Regions from separate parts of the Hordeum vulgare genome. Here region 1 is linked to region 2. The links are chromatin contacts, called in public Hi-C maps. All regions are on one chromosome and are shown on one strand. Each heading gives the region's core, a stretch centred on a gene start, on an enhancer-like site or on the middle of the called end of the contact. The rest is flanking DNA. Distances are from core to core; before and after follow the strand shown.

Region 1 (7,444 bases), core at 2,870-5,369, 180 kb before region 2:
AAATTGCATTTTTTCATTTTTGTTCACAAATTAAAAAAAAACTTCAGGAATTTCCAAAAATGTTCAAGCTTTCCAGATTTCTTCTCAAATTGTAAAACGGTTATGTTTTAAAGTTTGTTCTTGAATTCAAAAAAAATATGCATTTCAAAATTATTCTTTGATTTTTTTTGTAATTATGAAATTATGAATGTTTTCAAAATTATGAACAAGTTCTAAAAATGACATTATTTTTAGAAAATGTTTAATTTTTGTAGAAATTATTCGCAATTTCAAAACATGATATTACTTTCATTTTTGTTCCTTTTTTGAAAAATGCTTGAGAATCCCCAAAATGTTTAAATTTTCATGAAATGTTTGAGGTTTTAGACATATATTTCTAGGAATTTAGGTCGCTAGTGACCTGCTTCAGTTGTAGGAGGTCCTTCGTTCAATCCCTCACTTGTACTTTAGTTTTGGTTTTTTGCAAAGGTTTAAGTTTTTAACGTTGTAGTTTCGTTCTTTTAGCATTGTGCTAAAATTTCAACACAAACGGCAATTGATTGTAGCGGTTGGCCTATCTTGCACGTCGCTACGAAGTCACGAGATCGAGTCCCAACACTAGTGATGCTTTTATTTCAAGTGTTTTCCACCTTGAGAATGCGCGAACGCAAAATTGGTCGGCTGAGGTGAGCTACGCCCTGTGTGAAACGTCGACATTTTGACACAAAGAGCGTCACATAGGAGCTCCCCCTTACCAGTGACAGCTAGGCCAACTGTCGCCCACACGCGCAGGTCCTGGTCGACCCGGCTATAGCTGGTTGATAGGTGGACCAGTTGATGCTTGACTTTTAAAAATATTATTCAATAAAGGGTAAACATGTTTTTTACACAAAACTGGAAAACTTTCATTGCTTCTAAAATACTCCCTCTGTCCGGAATTACTTGTCGTAAAAATGAATAGAAATGGATGTATCGCAAACTAAAATGCATCTAGATACATCCATTCCTACGAAGAGTATTTCCAGACGGAGGGAATAGTTCATAAATTTCAATAAAAAATCACGTACATGGAAAAGTTGAAAATTTAGAAAGTTCATTGATTTTGAAAAAACACATTTTTGCATAAAGTTCATGGGTTTTATTTTTTATTGTAAAATTTGTAAACAGTTCATGGATTTATTTTAAAAGTCTGCAAATTTAGAAAAATAATCATGGATTTTGTAAACAAAATAACAATAACTGAAAAAGTTCACGGATATGGAAATGCCGATGCATTTGCAAAAGGGTCAACCATTGAGAAAGAACATTCACAGACTTTTAAACTATTCATGGGATTAAAAGAAGTTCATAATTTGAAATAGTTCATGAATGCGGAAAATTTCACAAAATGTTGATCTAGAAATTTGGAAAAAGGTCTTGAGATTTGGAAAACATATTTCAGATTTTAGGAAGGTTCATGAATTTTTTAAATATATTCCAGATGGTTTGTCAATCTTGTGAGGGAAAAACTAAACGATGCAGGAAGTAGTCGCGGAAGACTTTGCAAACGAGAAAAAAAATGCCGCGTGCTAGGCGCCATCCGGATGTAGTAACGAAAATTGCACCCGCTTCCTCTATCGTTTGATTCATTATAATCAGAACAGTACAATCCGCACGATCAAGTCAACTCAAAAGCATCAACTCCCCATCAACAAAACACGCTAAGCACAGAGCGGGTGAGTTTGCTTCGCTCTCTTCACGCGACATCTCCGATGTTGACGTCTGACGCATCACCGTTGACCTCCACAGTGTCGCCCCTCCATGCTTCTATCACGTAGCACCACCCACCCGACTTACAGCGCCCGCACCTCGCAGCATCACCAGATGTTGCAACTATTCCTTTGTTGGATGGGCACACAAGCTACAGTGCTCATCGACCGACGACAAGGTCCCGTGGGTTGCACCATCATTATACCATCACCGTCACTTGTCGTCGTTGCAACATGGTTGTTGCATCCGCTCCGTTCGCACCAATGTCGTGGACCTCGCATCATCGACTTCCAACGCGCCTGGGCCTCGCTGCATCAACGGATGATGCAGCCATGTCGTGCCTGTCCACCGGCGGCGAGGTCGCACCGTTGCAGCAACACTGTCGTCATTATGGTTGCAACAACTTCCCAGTAATTCCTTGCAGCACCGACGACACCTCATGATTGCTCCCTGGCATCGGCGATATCGAGCACATTGCAGCACCAGCGAATGCTGCAGCCACGAACAAGAGGATGGCGGGGGGTTGTGCTGCTGAACTTTACTTCCAGCAACTGTGGATGCAGTAGTAGCAATGGAGTGGGAGCACGATGGTTGGAGCACACAAAGTAGTGTGGCACACAACATCGTTGATAGCTTCATTGCAATGGATGTTACGGGCAAGACAACAATCTCACGGCGGCCCGAGCTGTCGGAATTGAGGGAGAAGCTCCTAAGATCCAAAAAAAAGGCTAGAGAAAGGTGGGAAACAAACTTATGTGATTAGAGGAAAAGTAAAAAAAGAATGAGTGGTTGCAGCGATCAAGGTAAGGCTGGGGAGGGAGATGCGATGGGGAGCCCAACTGGGACCACAGGACACGTGGCAGGTGGCTGGCGCGCGAATGTCTGCATCCATATGAAAACCAATCACTTTCCAAAAAAATTGTTACATGGATGAGTTCAAGGTGGAGAGGGGGTGCGGGGCATGCGCGAGCTTTCCCAAACACGTATAACTCGCGCTTAAAGCGTTGGATGGGGTTTTGGCCAAACACGCCCCTTAGAAATTCCTTAATAAAATCCCATATAAACAAACATGTCCACGACTTAGCGTCACCAGGTCCAGAGCGCAAGAGCTACATCTGGCTTCACGCGGATGGAACAACACTCGGTGATGCGTCCGCAGTAATGGACCGGCCCATTAGCTTCCACGCGAAACAACATAAATGTAGGTAAAAGGGGAGAACCAGGACCAAACCCGAGCTTCCTTTGTGGTGAGATACCTCTGCTAGCTAGTGAGGCACATTGTCTTTGTGGAAAACTAGACGACACAACCAACTTGAGGTAAAATATCAATTTTCCATAGTTTTTTCATTTTTTGTTATTTGTTTTTTCATGGATTTTTTCTTTTTTCTTTTCTTTTACTTTTTTTTTCTATTTCTTTCTCGATTTTAACTGTGTTTTTTCTTTTCTTTTCCTTCCTTTTTCTCTGTTTTCTTCAGTTTTTTCATTTCTTCTTCATTTTCATTGTTTCTTTATTTCCTTGTCATTTTCAATATTTGCATTCTTTTTTTCGGTTTTTTCTTTCGGTTTGCAGTACACATTTAACATTTTTTGCATATAATATGAAATATTTTTTGTATACATGTTTACCATTTTTCTAAATACACGATTAATATTTTATGGAATCTTATATCTTTTGGATGTCTATTTTTTCTTGTAAATGTTGTACTTTTTTGGTATATATCAGATACATTCTTCTAATACATGTTTACCATTTGCAAATACAAGTTTAACTTTTTTGAAACACATGATCAACATTTTTTTCATACACATTTTCTTACATTTCGGAATGCTTGATTAGCATTTTGAATACAAGAATTTTTAATAGATGGTTAACATTTTTCCTATACACATATACCATTTATTTTTATATTCTTAATTAATATTTTCAAGGAAAATATTAACATTTTTAATACATGACTAATAATTTTGTACACACAATTTACATTCTCCAAATGCTTGATTAATATTTTTCATATGCAATGTTGACATTTTTTAATACATGATAAACAATGTTTATATAGACATTTAACCTTTTTCAAATGCTTGATCAACATTTTTCAAATACTTGTTGATTTTAGTAGAACTCTTGATTAACAGCTTTTAAAATACATTAAACCTTTTTCGAATTCATGATTAAAAACATTCAGAACATTATGTAATGTATATTTTTTAATATATATATTCATAATTTTGGAAGTGTAAATAAAAAGAATATAAAAAGTAAAAAGAAGAAGAAGAAGAAGAAAAGAGTGCTGTGGACTCCAGCGATACCTAGGCTAGTCCATCTCGCGCTGCCCTTCGTCTCGCTATAAGCGAGACATAGGGGCGCCCGGTCCAGGGAGCCTGCGAAGTCGTGGACCACCACCATACGTGACACCATCGCACTGCCATCAGACGCTTCCTCTCGTCCTCCATCTCCAGTTCTCCACCTTCGCCTTCGCCTTCGCCTCCGCCTCTGCTCCGGGGAGAGCTTCCAGAAGGTTCTCCACCCCGTACCCCGGCCATCTTCCGGATGGAGGCGGCGCGTCACGCGGGGAAGAAGCGGGCTCCGGAGGACGATGCGGAGGCGGAGGTGCACCACACGTTCCGGGGCGCCGCCAACGCGCTCTCGCAGCTCTACGCGCAGGCCGTCGCCAACCAGAAGGCCTCCTTCATCGCCGGCGAGCGCCACGCCATGGTCCGCAACTCACCCCCCCCCCCCCCCCCCCCTCTCCGTTTCCCGTCGGTTGCCCGTTTGATCGGTTGACGCGTCGTGTGATCCTGCCTTGGCCGAGTTCTTGGCTCCGGTCAATGGCCAGTTACGCGGGGATTAGTGGGTGATAGGGCCCCGCCTCGAGTTCTTTGTGATTCCTGGTGGTCTACGATTGAGAATTTTGCTTCTTTTGCCGAATCTGGTCGAGAATTCTTGGTGTGGTGCTGGGATTTGGGGGCTTCTTGGGTGGAGCGTGTCACCTGTTCGTAGAAATTTGGTGTGCGGCGAGAAAACGAGATAATCAACAAGAAAAATGCACGGTTTGGTACTTCGCCAAGACGGTGATGTACTGTTGGGGAGCTGAAGAGAATAGGAGAATGAACAGCTACAGCATATTACAGAGTGTATCAACAGCGTCAGTTGGGCGTGCCATCCGGTGATCTCTCTGGACTAAGGGCTGCTTGGGTTGGCGCTGCTAATAGGGCTACGATTCTTTGGATGTCGCGGCACGTTTCGGGGAAGTGTGGTGGTAATGTTAGTTTTCAAGTGGGTTAAGAGACTAGTGCAGAGCCCAAAGCTCAACACGGTGCGCACAATCAGTTCTAAAGAGTGAAGGGTTTGCAATGTTCTGCATACATAATCATATATGCAATTTGGGTTTCACAAACCTTTTGATGACAGGGACCAGTTTAGTGTTCTGAGTGGTAAATTAGGTCTTTGTCTGAGCGTTATGTAAGTTGTAGGTGGAATCTGTTGAGATAATCACTTCGTGTTCTTCAATCTAGCAGCACATACTGTCAGCTAATAATTTGCTCAATTGATCCAACCTTGCCTTGGATTTTTGGCAGGAGTGTGCCCATCTATGGATATCTGGTCAGCATGAAGAAGCATTGGGAGTGTCTGTTGCTGATGTACTTGCTTACTTGCAGGTCATATGAATAACTTGCCTCTTTTTGTACTGAAATATCAACTTGTTTCAACCAATTCTCTGAATATGTTTAAACCCAGGTAACATATTAATCCAATGCCCTGTGTCGGATGCAAAATGTAGCATATCTGCGTCGGATGCAAAATGTAGCATATGTGTGTTAACTAGGAGAATTGGCATCTCTTTTTGGTTCAAAGTAAGATATACAAACATCACAAAATCATTCATTTTCCTATTGAAATGCTAAAGCTGCTGGTACCAATACAGGAATTAACTTGTGGCCTTGCTCAAAAGATGATATTTCCACCTTTCTTTTCTTTAGCTCTTGCTATTGTTATGTTAATATCTGGCCCAAGTCCTTGATGCTTCTCTTCTTTACACAGAATGAGATTGAGAGCAGAGGAGGCATGGCAGGGTCTTCCCAACATCTAACTCCACAGCCAGCATGTGGTCTTCCTTCTGCAAATGTCCAAACCAACTACTTCTCATTTGGAAATGTGGCGGCTGCACTTGACTCTCAGTTGTGCCAAACAGACCAAACAAGAACCACAAGCATCTCAAATGCTTTCAGCAGTCCTTCGCAGCAAAATTCCCATTCAAATCATGTGGTTCAGTGTTCAGGACATGGCCCTGTAAACTCCCCGCCAAGTGGAAGCGGAGCTTGGAACGGCCATTCTCCCCAGAACCAGGACTCCGTGCATCGGAACTCATACGAACCCTCCATGGATATGAACCATGATGCTCCTTAGAGTTGTGAATCACCATATGAAAGGTGGCGACAGCGCCTGTCAGTTTATTGGAGCCTCCAGTATCTGATCCTTATTCGCTGGAGAAGTGCCATGAACTAGATGGTTCCCCTCCAGAACTCTCTTGGCTTCGTCTGTCTCTTGGTGCAAAGCTCCTGCCCTGTGACCATTCTGCTCTCTCTTCTGGCACCATGTACATAACAGCTTGAAACTATCCTTCTGGTCTTTGCCGTTGATTGCGGATTGCGGTCACCTGCTTTCTAGGTTGCTGAATGGAAGCTGTGAACATGCAGGCTGTCTTGGCATAATCGTGCCTGCATTACCAGTTCTTTTCTGGTCATTATTACCAGAAGAGAGACCATGCTCTGATCAACAAGGATCATTGTGGTGTTGTTGCATATTTGTGTTACTGATATGGCTGCTATGTATGTTCTATATGCACCTCTATAAGATGCAGCGGCGCAGAAAGAGATAGAACCTTGTTTCGCCCGTTTGTTTTTGTTGGTTGAGTGTCTACACCTTGTAGATGTTACACAGAAAGCCTGTGTCTGTAACCTGAATAAGCACCGAAATAATATACAGTTGACTATGGTTGTCAAGTTTTTTCTAAGAATACGCTAATGACATACCATATCTTTATAGAAGAAAGCAAAGATATTTATAAGAGGGTTGCACCGGATGCAAACATCCGAGCAAAGAACGCACACCATAGCCTACTCTCACACAAGCCGGTGGAGACCTCCTACTTCAACACCTGCATCCTTCCAATCAGCAATCTCTCTGAGAATCTGGTTCTGGAGCTGAACAGGAGTTCTGACTTTGTTTTTCAAAGACGATCAGGCGTTCTAACTTGGTGCACTCTATTGAAGACGCGCACATTTCTTTGCTTCCAGAGGGACTACAGGCTGTAGCAATGATAAAGGAGTCAAAGCCACGCTTGTCCACCTTGCTGAAATTAGTTCTAGAGCGAAGCCATCAGGAGATGAACGTATCTTGCCTCCTAGGGCATTGCACATTGGGGTCCCCTACGTCTGACCTTCAGCGAGAGGAGAGGAACCCCGCGCTGAAGGGGGGACCTAGATGGGCAGGCTATAACCTCTCTTTTTTTACGTTTTCTATTTCCTTCTTTTGCATTTTTTACTTTTGTTTATACTTTAAAATATTCTAAATGTATATATTATAAAAAACACTCTATTGAAATATTTTAAAAATGCTGAACAAGTATTCGAAGACTGTTGAATAAGTATATGAAAAATGTTAAAGTCATATTTTAAAAATTATTGATCATGTATATAAAAATGTTAATCAAGT
Region 2 (7,014 bases), core at 1,877-4,376:
TACAAAATAGAGGGAAAATAAAATTAGTACTAGTAGTTACAACTCAAACACAAATTAAGTCTAACTCGAGTAGGCTATATCTATATCAACTCCATCCACCACATGACCCAAATACATGTTGCTCGGTCTTCTGCGAGAATGACAAAACTATCATGGATGTGTGAACAATTATCTAACTTCTAGGAATTCAATTTAGAAGAAAGAGTTTTCAAAATGGGGGTTACCTTCGTATTGGTAGAAGTCATCAGGTTGGAAAGGTACTATATCTTGTTACTGTCGAGGGTCCTACCTACCCCAGGGCAGTTCGAGTAGATGAGATTCATGGCATCCATGGCACCTTCAATGCTGGAGTCATTTGAAGACTTTTTAGAAGAGCTTGCACTCCTACACCATTCCCTTTACCAGAAACTAAATCATCACAAATATCTATGCGAGCTTGAGTGACGAATGCACCTTGAGTTGTAGTTCAGGAAGCTGAATACCACCTTCATCTCATCCACATCCGCGCGAGAGAAATCACTAATTGGAGGACGATTGACCCCCCTAGCATGGAGAGCCCATATGAACGGGAATGTAACCCGTTGCCTCATGTTCTGGAGCATGAAATCGAGTCGAGGTTCCTTACCACGCGATAGAGCCTATGTCCACATGTGTTGAACCAATAGTACTACCTGGACGGATGTCTAGATGACATATTCTTTTGGGAACCCTTCCTCCACATAGCAGGCTATAAGCTATGTACTAGAATTACAAAAAATGGGGACTTATATGAATTGACAATGAAGAGAAGGTACATACATGGCGAGATAGTTAGATCCCCAACATGCCACCATATTAACTAGTCATGTTATAGGGGAGGTGCAGAATGCATTGGGTCTTAGAGTAGGTAAATCAGTATGGGTAATGGAGTGTTGCTCTTCTTCAATAATACTTCTTTCCGGTGGATGTTCAAGAGATACGGAAGATTCAGGTTTAACCTAGCCCCGCCAAAGATTTCCCCACCTGGGCACCAGATATGACTCACATGTTTACCTACTTCGATGAGCAACATCTTGAGTCGGCTATATGGGGGTGCCCTGCCCCTCAAATGGTAGGGACTTTTGGATGGAATCTTGACTCACTCCCCGCATGGGTTAATAAGCATGCAACAAAAGTCAAGGTCACTTATATTTTCCCTTTCTGTAGCATGGACGATGAAAATTATCATGCCTTATGTAGATGCCCACTTGCAGTGGCATTATGGCAAGCTATGTCGCCAGTATGGAGACTTCAAGATGTTTGAATGATCCAACCTACTAGAAACAAAATGGAAGTTACAAACTTTACGTGATCCCCTCGTCCCCCATCGAGTGAATTATGTTGCTAGTGGTGCTATGCCATATATGGCAATTTAGAGATGAAGTGCTTCATGTCAAACTTGCACCATAAACCAATGCATCATTATGTTTCCTCTACAATTATCTAGGATCAATTCCAAGCTTTGCGCAAAACTTCAATGATGATGATGATGACACGACAGTAAGGGCAACAATATCATATGCTCAAGCATCATCTCTTCAACCAACAATCTCCAACAAAGCTTATCCGTTGTTAGCTAGGCTTGGCAGACTCTAGATGCATGCCGGGCAAAACTAAATGTTGATGATTCTTACTGAGAGGCAAGCAACTCGGTGCAACTGGTGTGATCCTCAAAGGACATGGGGTGAGATTATATTCACTTCATGTCAGGATCTGTTTTCTTGTCGCGACGTGCTCGAGGCAGGTCTCTCAACGATTATGGAGGGAGTGACATTAGCAAAAGATGAAGTGACCCCTTCACCCATAACTATTGAATCAAATTGCTTACAACCAGTGAAGTTGATTCAAAGCACAATGATTGATCATTCGAGACATGCATTCATGGTGCATGAAATAAAAGAAGCTTTGTGAAGAGATCGTAAAACTTGTTTAGTCACATACTACGTCACGGTTAGAATACTGCGACCCACTTCATTAATAATTTGTCTATAACTGAACTGTGTACCGTTGCCTGGTTTGGTTCTAGATTGGATGATATATCAGTTTTGAAGGTTACTTTACCAAAGAAGTAGGTCACCACAAAAATGAGATTCTTGCCGAATCCGAGTTTGCTGCCCCGAACATTGCAAAGTAGACCATATTCTTAATGTGGTAAGTAAGCTAGTTATCTTGACTAAGAACCAGGCCTTGATTATATTTAGGGGGTAGGAAATTTTATTGGGAAAGAGAGTGGATTGGCATTCAAGTAGGTGTAGATCCTTTTGGTCCAAAGTAGGCCATTTTCATGAATAAGTGCTATGACTCTACTTCAAAGACAGGAGCATTAAGCTCTAAGAACAACTTTGTATTAAAGGTTATAATCATTTGATTTTGAGTAATACATGTCATTTTTTTTAAAGAAGAGCTTACCAAGACTTGAGGCTGGGACATTGTTCGTTGGGAGGGGCTCTCCATGGAGAGGTGAATATATTGTAATCAATGTTTTTTTTTATGTTGCTAATATATTGTGATCAATGTTGAATATATCAAATCTGTCTTATTAATATATTTCCTTTCCCCCTTCCCAGCAAATAAGTATATTCACTTTTCCTCAAAAAAGGTTACTACACAAGAAAATGATCGGTGAGCAGCTGTGAAAAATCACAACCAAGGGCCTTGTACGAATTTGCCAAAACATTGAGGCACATGTAATAAAGAAAACTTGGGCAAACCACAGCCAGCCGAGGGGACAAACCGGGGCAGCAGCTGATTCAACAATCCTCCACGGATCTTCTGCGCGCACGCCCGGTTACAAGCCGTGCCACAGAGGAGGCCATCGGGCGCAAAGAATCCTAGGTGGTTTTCGGCGCGTCCGTGGGCTCCCCGCAAAACCGAGAGCGTGCGCCGCTCCTCTAGCGGAGGCGGCCGCTGCTGTTCGGCGCCGATACCGGCGGCGGCCTCCTGCCCCGCCCCGCCCCCGCTCCTCCTTTTTATTCGCCGCTCGGCTCCACCGGCCAGCGCAAAACCTAGAGTTGACCGCAAGAGTCCCTCGGAGCACAGGAGAGTTGACAACCAGAGACCGGTGGTCAGGCTTTGCGGATGGAGAGGGTTGACGGAGGAGCGGCGATGGGGGCGCGTGGGTCGCCGGCGGGGATGCTGGGCATGGAAATGAACCACCTCGTCCACCAGCCGCAGCCTCAGATCCACGCCGCCTCCGCGTTCCAGCAGCAGGCGGAGCACCTCCACCACGGCAACGGCGGTGGCGGCGGCTTCCAGGTCCAGCACCACCAGCACCAGGCCATGCCGGTGAGGCAGCAGCACTCGCAGCCGTCGTACGCGGCTTACGTGGCGCCGCCTTCGAGGGCGGTCAAGGCGCATGAAGAGGAGGAGATGGGCAACGGCGTCGGGAATGGCGGCGGCGTCGTGCAGCAGCCGGGGGCGGGAGCGGGGGCGGCGGCGTGCCTGTGGACGCGGATGAAGTGGACGGATGCGATGGTGCGTCTGCTCATCGCGCTGGTGTACAACGCCGGGGACGACGTGGAGGGCGTGTCTGCAGGGGGCAAGGCGGCGGCGTCGCACCCGCACGGGAAGGCATCGGCGTCTGCGGCGGCAGCGCACGGTGGGCACGGGCTGCAGGCGGCGGCGCAGCAGAAGAAGGGTAAGTGGAAGTCCGTGTCCAACGCGATGCTGGAGAACGGCTTCTCGGTGTCGCCGCAGCAGTGCGAGGACAAGTTCAACGACCTCAACAAGCGCTACAAGCGAGTCGTCGACCTGCTCGGCCGCGGCAAGGCGTGCAGAGTGGTCGAGAACCCTGCGCTGCTCGACGCCATGGCCGAGCTCACGGCCAAGGCCAAGGAGGAGGCGCGCAAGCTGCTCAGCTCCAAGCACCTCTTCTTCCGCGAGATGTGCACCTACCACAACCCCCCCGGCGCCGGCGCAGTAGCATCGCACGGCGCCGAGGACGGCGCGGACTGCTTCCACCACCCGCGGCCGGCGACGGTGCCCGGCGCTGCCAACTCGTCTGCCGGCCCCCAGGCGGTGGCGATGGTGAATTCCTCGACACGCTCGGAGGGCGACAGCGAGGACGACGTCCTCAGCAGCAAAGAGGCTGAAGAGGAGGAGGAGGACGACTACGACCTGGACGACGTGGAGGAGAAGGCGCAGGGCACCAAGCGCCGCGGCGGCCGCGTCGACGACGGCAATGGCTTCCACAACTACGGCGGGCACAACAAGCGCCGTCGTGGCGAGAGCAGCGCGACCACGGTCGGGGAAGACGGAGAAGAGGACGGGAACAACAAGCCCGCCCGCAGGAGGTCGTCCACCTCCGCCATGCAGCAGCTGCAACGCGAGCTGGCGGCGGCGGCGGCCGCGGCAGGCGGCGACCAGCAGCAGCTGCGGCAGTGGATGCAGCGGCGCGCGCTGGAGGTGGAGAAGCAGCAACTGGAGTACGAGGTCCACGAGTACGCGCTGCAGAAGCAGCGCCACAAGTGGGAGCAGTTCAAGGCCAGCAAGGAGTGGGACATGGAGAGCGAGCGGCTGCGGATCCAGCGCCGGCGCGTGGACGGCCAGCGCATGCTGATGGCGCTCCAGCAGAAGGAGTTCGACCTGGACATCGCCGAGGCCTACAACTACTCGTCGTCCGTGGACCACCTCCCGGGCGCGCAGACCCCGCCGCCCGCCGGCCTCCACCAGCAGCCCGGCTCCAGCCCCTCCACCACAGGGCACCCCAACTAGGCAGGACACAGGCAGCCATGCAGGACCCCATGCATACATACATACATTTCGCTTTTCCTTTTCCTTCGCCAGCATGCATTTCACCTTTCGATTTCGGTTCATAGTATTAGCTCTGTATATCAAAATATAAGACGTTTGATTGTCTATTCCAGCCTAAAAACGACTTATATTTTGGTACGGAGGTAGTCAGTGATAGTCAGTTGGAGCAATAACCTGTAAGATGTCTGCCTTTAGTTGAGAAGTTTCAGAATTCAGATTCAGATGCCTATGGTCTCTTGTTGATTTCCCCGAAATAATCGTTGTGGTAGTACTTGTCACCGTTGAGACTGTTCGAGTATCCACCTCGATCGTGGAAGTCCGAGGTGTCTGGCACCCTGCACCTGCGCCATGGTCGGGGCGGCGCTGATCCCGAGCCACGTCCAGGTCCACTGCGCACGCGGTGTGCCTTGGCCTTTTGCAGTGGCTCGCTCCACCTAGGAATCGTCGATCGTCGCCGTGCCATTCTCCTCCATTCTCACTGCACTGGTCAACTGCGCCTCTAGTGTGATCGGATCTTTAATGAGCCTGGCGTCCGTTTGTATTTACGGCCCAATTTGGTGCTCTCTGAGGTAGGCTCCTCTCTCGAAGTTTCCTTTTCTGCTATTTGAATGTCCAGGTATCAGGCCAGTGCCGAATACCTCACAAAGTCACATACTCCAGGATCCTACACCCTCGCCTAACCACCGTGAACGTTCATGCTCCAACAGATCACATGATTCAGCAAAACTTCCTAGGCGAGCTCTTCTCTGTCTCACCCTATTCAAACTCGCAATGGATCATACTTCTCCCTTTCTAAATGTAAGTCTTAGATTTTATTACAAACAACGTATAGATTATATAGATGCATTTTAGAGTATAGATTCATGTATTTTGTTTTCTATGTAATTCATAGAGTATTTATAAGCGGATGGGGTAATAGAAGCCAAACATAATAGAAGATTTTATTCCCAACCTTACGAAAGAGCCATCCCAAGAACAATTCCTCCTTGGTCAAACCGAAGACAACATGTCTAGCAACACAGTAAAGAAAATTGCTATATTGAACTTCCTTTTTTGGACAGAAGGTTTACATGGCCAAACAAACATCGCCAACCAACACTAGAGAGAATTGATCATGGCTTCATAAACCTAGCGTGGGATCATGTTTTCTCAACGGTCTCGTCGCTAACTCATCTTGTCTCTGACCCCGTACCAATTGTAATGTCGGTCGACACATTGGTCCCTCGTCCCGCGCTTTTTTTGATTTGGAAATGGTTGGTCTTCCCACCCATCCCACAGACGCCTATCCTACAAGCCTAACTCTCGGTCCACATAAGTCCAAGTTGAGCCCTCTTGCTGGTTATCGCGCTTAAATGAACTCGGTCCATCGTACAATGTTGGCGTAAAAGAGCGGTGTTTCAACTCCAACCCTAACTATCACTTAGGAAAGACCTTATTAGGGTCCTCAAGTGTACGGCCCAATAAATGTTCATTATTGGGTGCAACACGACAAAGTATAAGTTGCATTTCATGGAGACGAAGTCACTCGTTATTTCCACGCCCGTACGCCATAATAAATATCACAACTATTATTCTTAAAAGGTCAAGAATTTGTCCCGCGTGTCTCTAAACTTGAAATTTCAATGGATTTCTTCTCCTCCGTGCTTGGATCGACCTTCAAGCCAATTTGAAACTTCTCCCACCTCGACCTATACCCCTTCCTGTCCCTCGCCCCCCCTCCCCCTCCCAGTTGGTGGCATCCTAACGGCCTTGGCACCTTCTCAATTCTCCATCTTAAGAGAAAGTTATTTTTATACCTAAATTGCCACGACCCCTCGCCTTGCCTTGCAATTACCCATAAGGTCATAACCACCCTGAACGATTATGCTCGAACACATCACGTGTTGAAGCAAAACTAGCACTGAATCTTAATGGGTGATTTCAACATTATGATATAGCTTTTTGATAATAACAATGCATCATTCCATCGAACCTTAGTCGACGTGTTTAATAAAGCAATAAATAATATTGCTCTAATTAAACTTCCCCTTATAGACAGAAGGTTTACATGGTCGAATAAACTCACCAATGAACACGAGTGAGGATTGATAGTGGCTTCATAAACCTAGCGTGGGATCAAGTTTTCCCAACGGTTTCCTCATGAACTCGTTTTGTCTCTTACCATGTGCCCCATCTACTATTAATTGACACATTTTTCTCCCATCTTGCGCTTTTTTTATTTGGAAACGGTTAGTCTTCCCGCCC

The links. A called contact is a pair of places that touch in the nucleus more often than the background predicts.
Region 1: a Hi-C map of seedling shows a contact between it and region 2, with 3 times the contacts expected there. The contact joins the promoter of LOC123439510 here to the promoter of LOC123442960 in region 2. A contact is called at or near these places in 2 of 6 Hi-C or Micro-C datasets (leaf and seedling) and 1 of 1 datasets of contacts at active chromatin or transcription factors (embryo).

The regions. Positions count from the first base shown.
Region 1 is chr3H:57,110,386-57,117,829 of MorexV3_pseudomolecules_assembly, reverse strand. It overlaps LOC123439510, which reads left to right and starts at 4,119. Exons shown (of 3, transcript XM_045116223.1): 1 at 4,119-4,444; 2 at 5,308-5,388; 3 at 5,771-6,746. The coding sequence starts at 4,280. The coding sequence ends at 6,136.
Region 2 is chr3H:56,933,439-56,940,452 of MorexV3_pseudomolecules_assembly, reverse strand. It overlaps LOC123442960, which reads left to right and starts at 3,126. Exons shown (of 1, transcript XM_045119156.1): 1 at 3,126-4,991. The coding sequence starts at 3,151. The coding sequence ends at 4,731.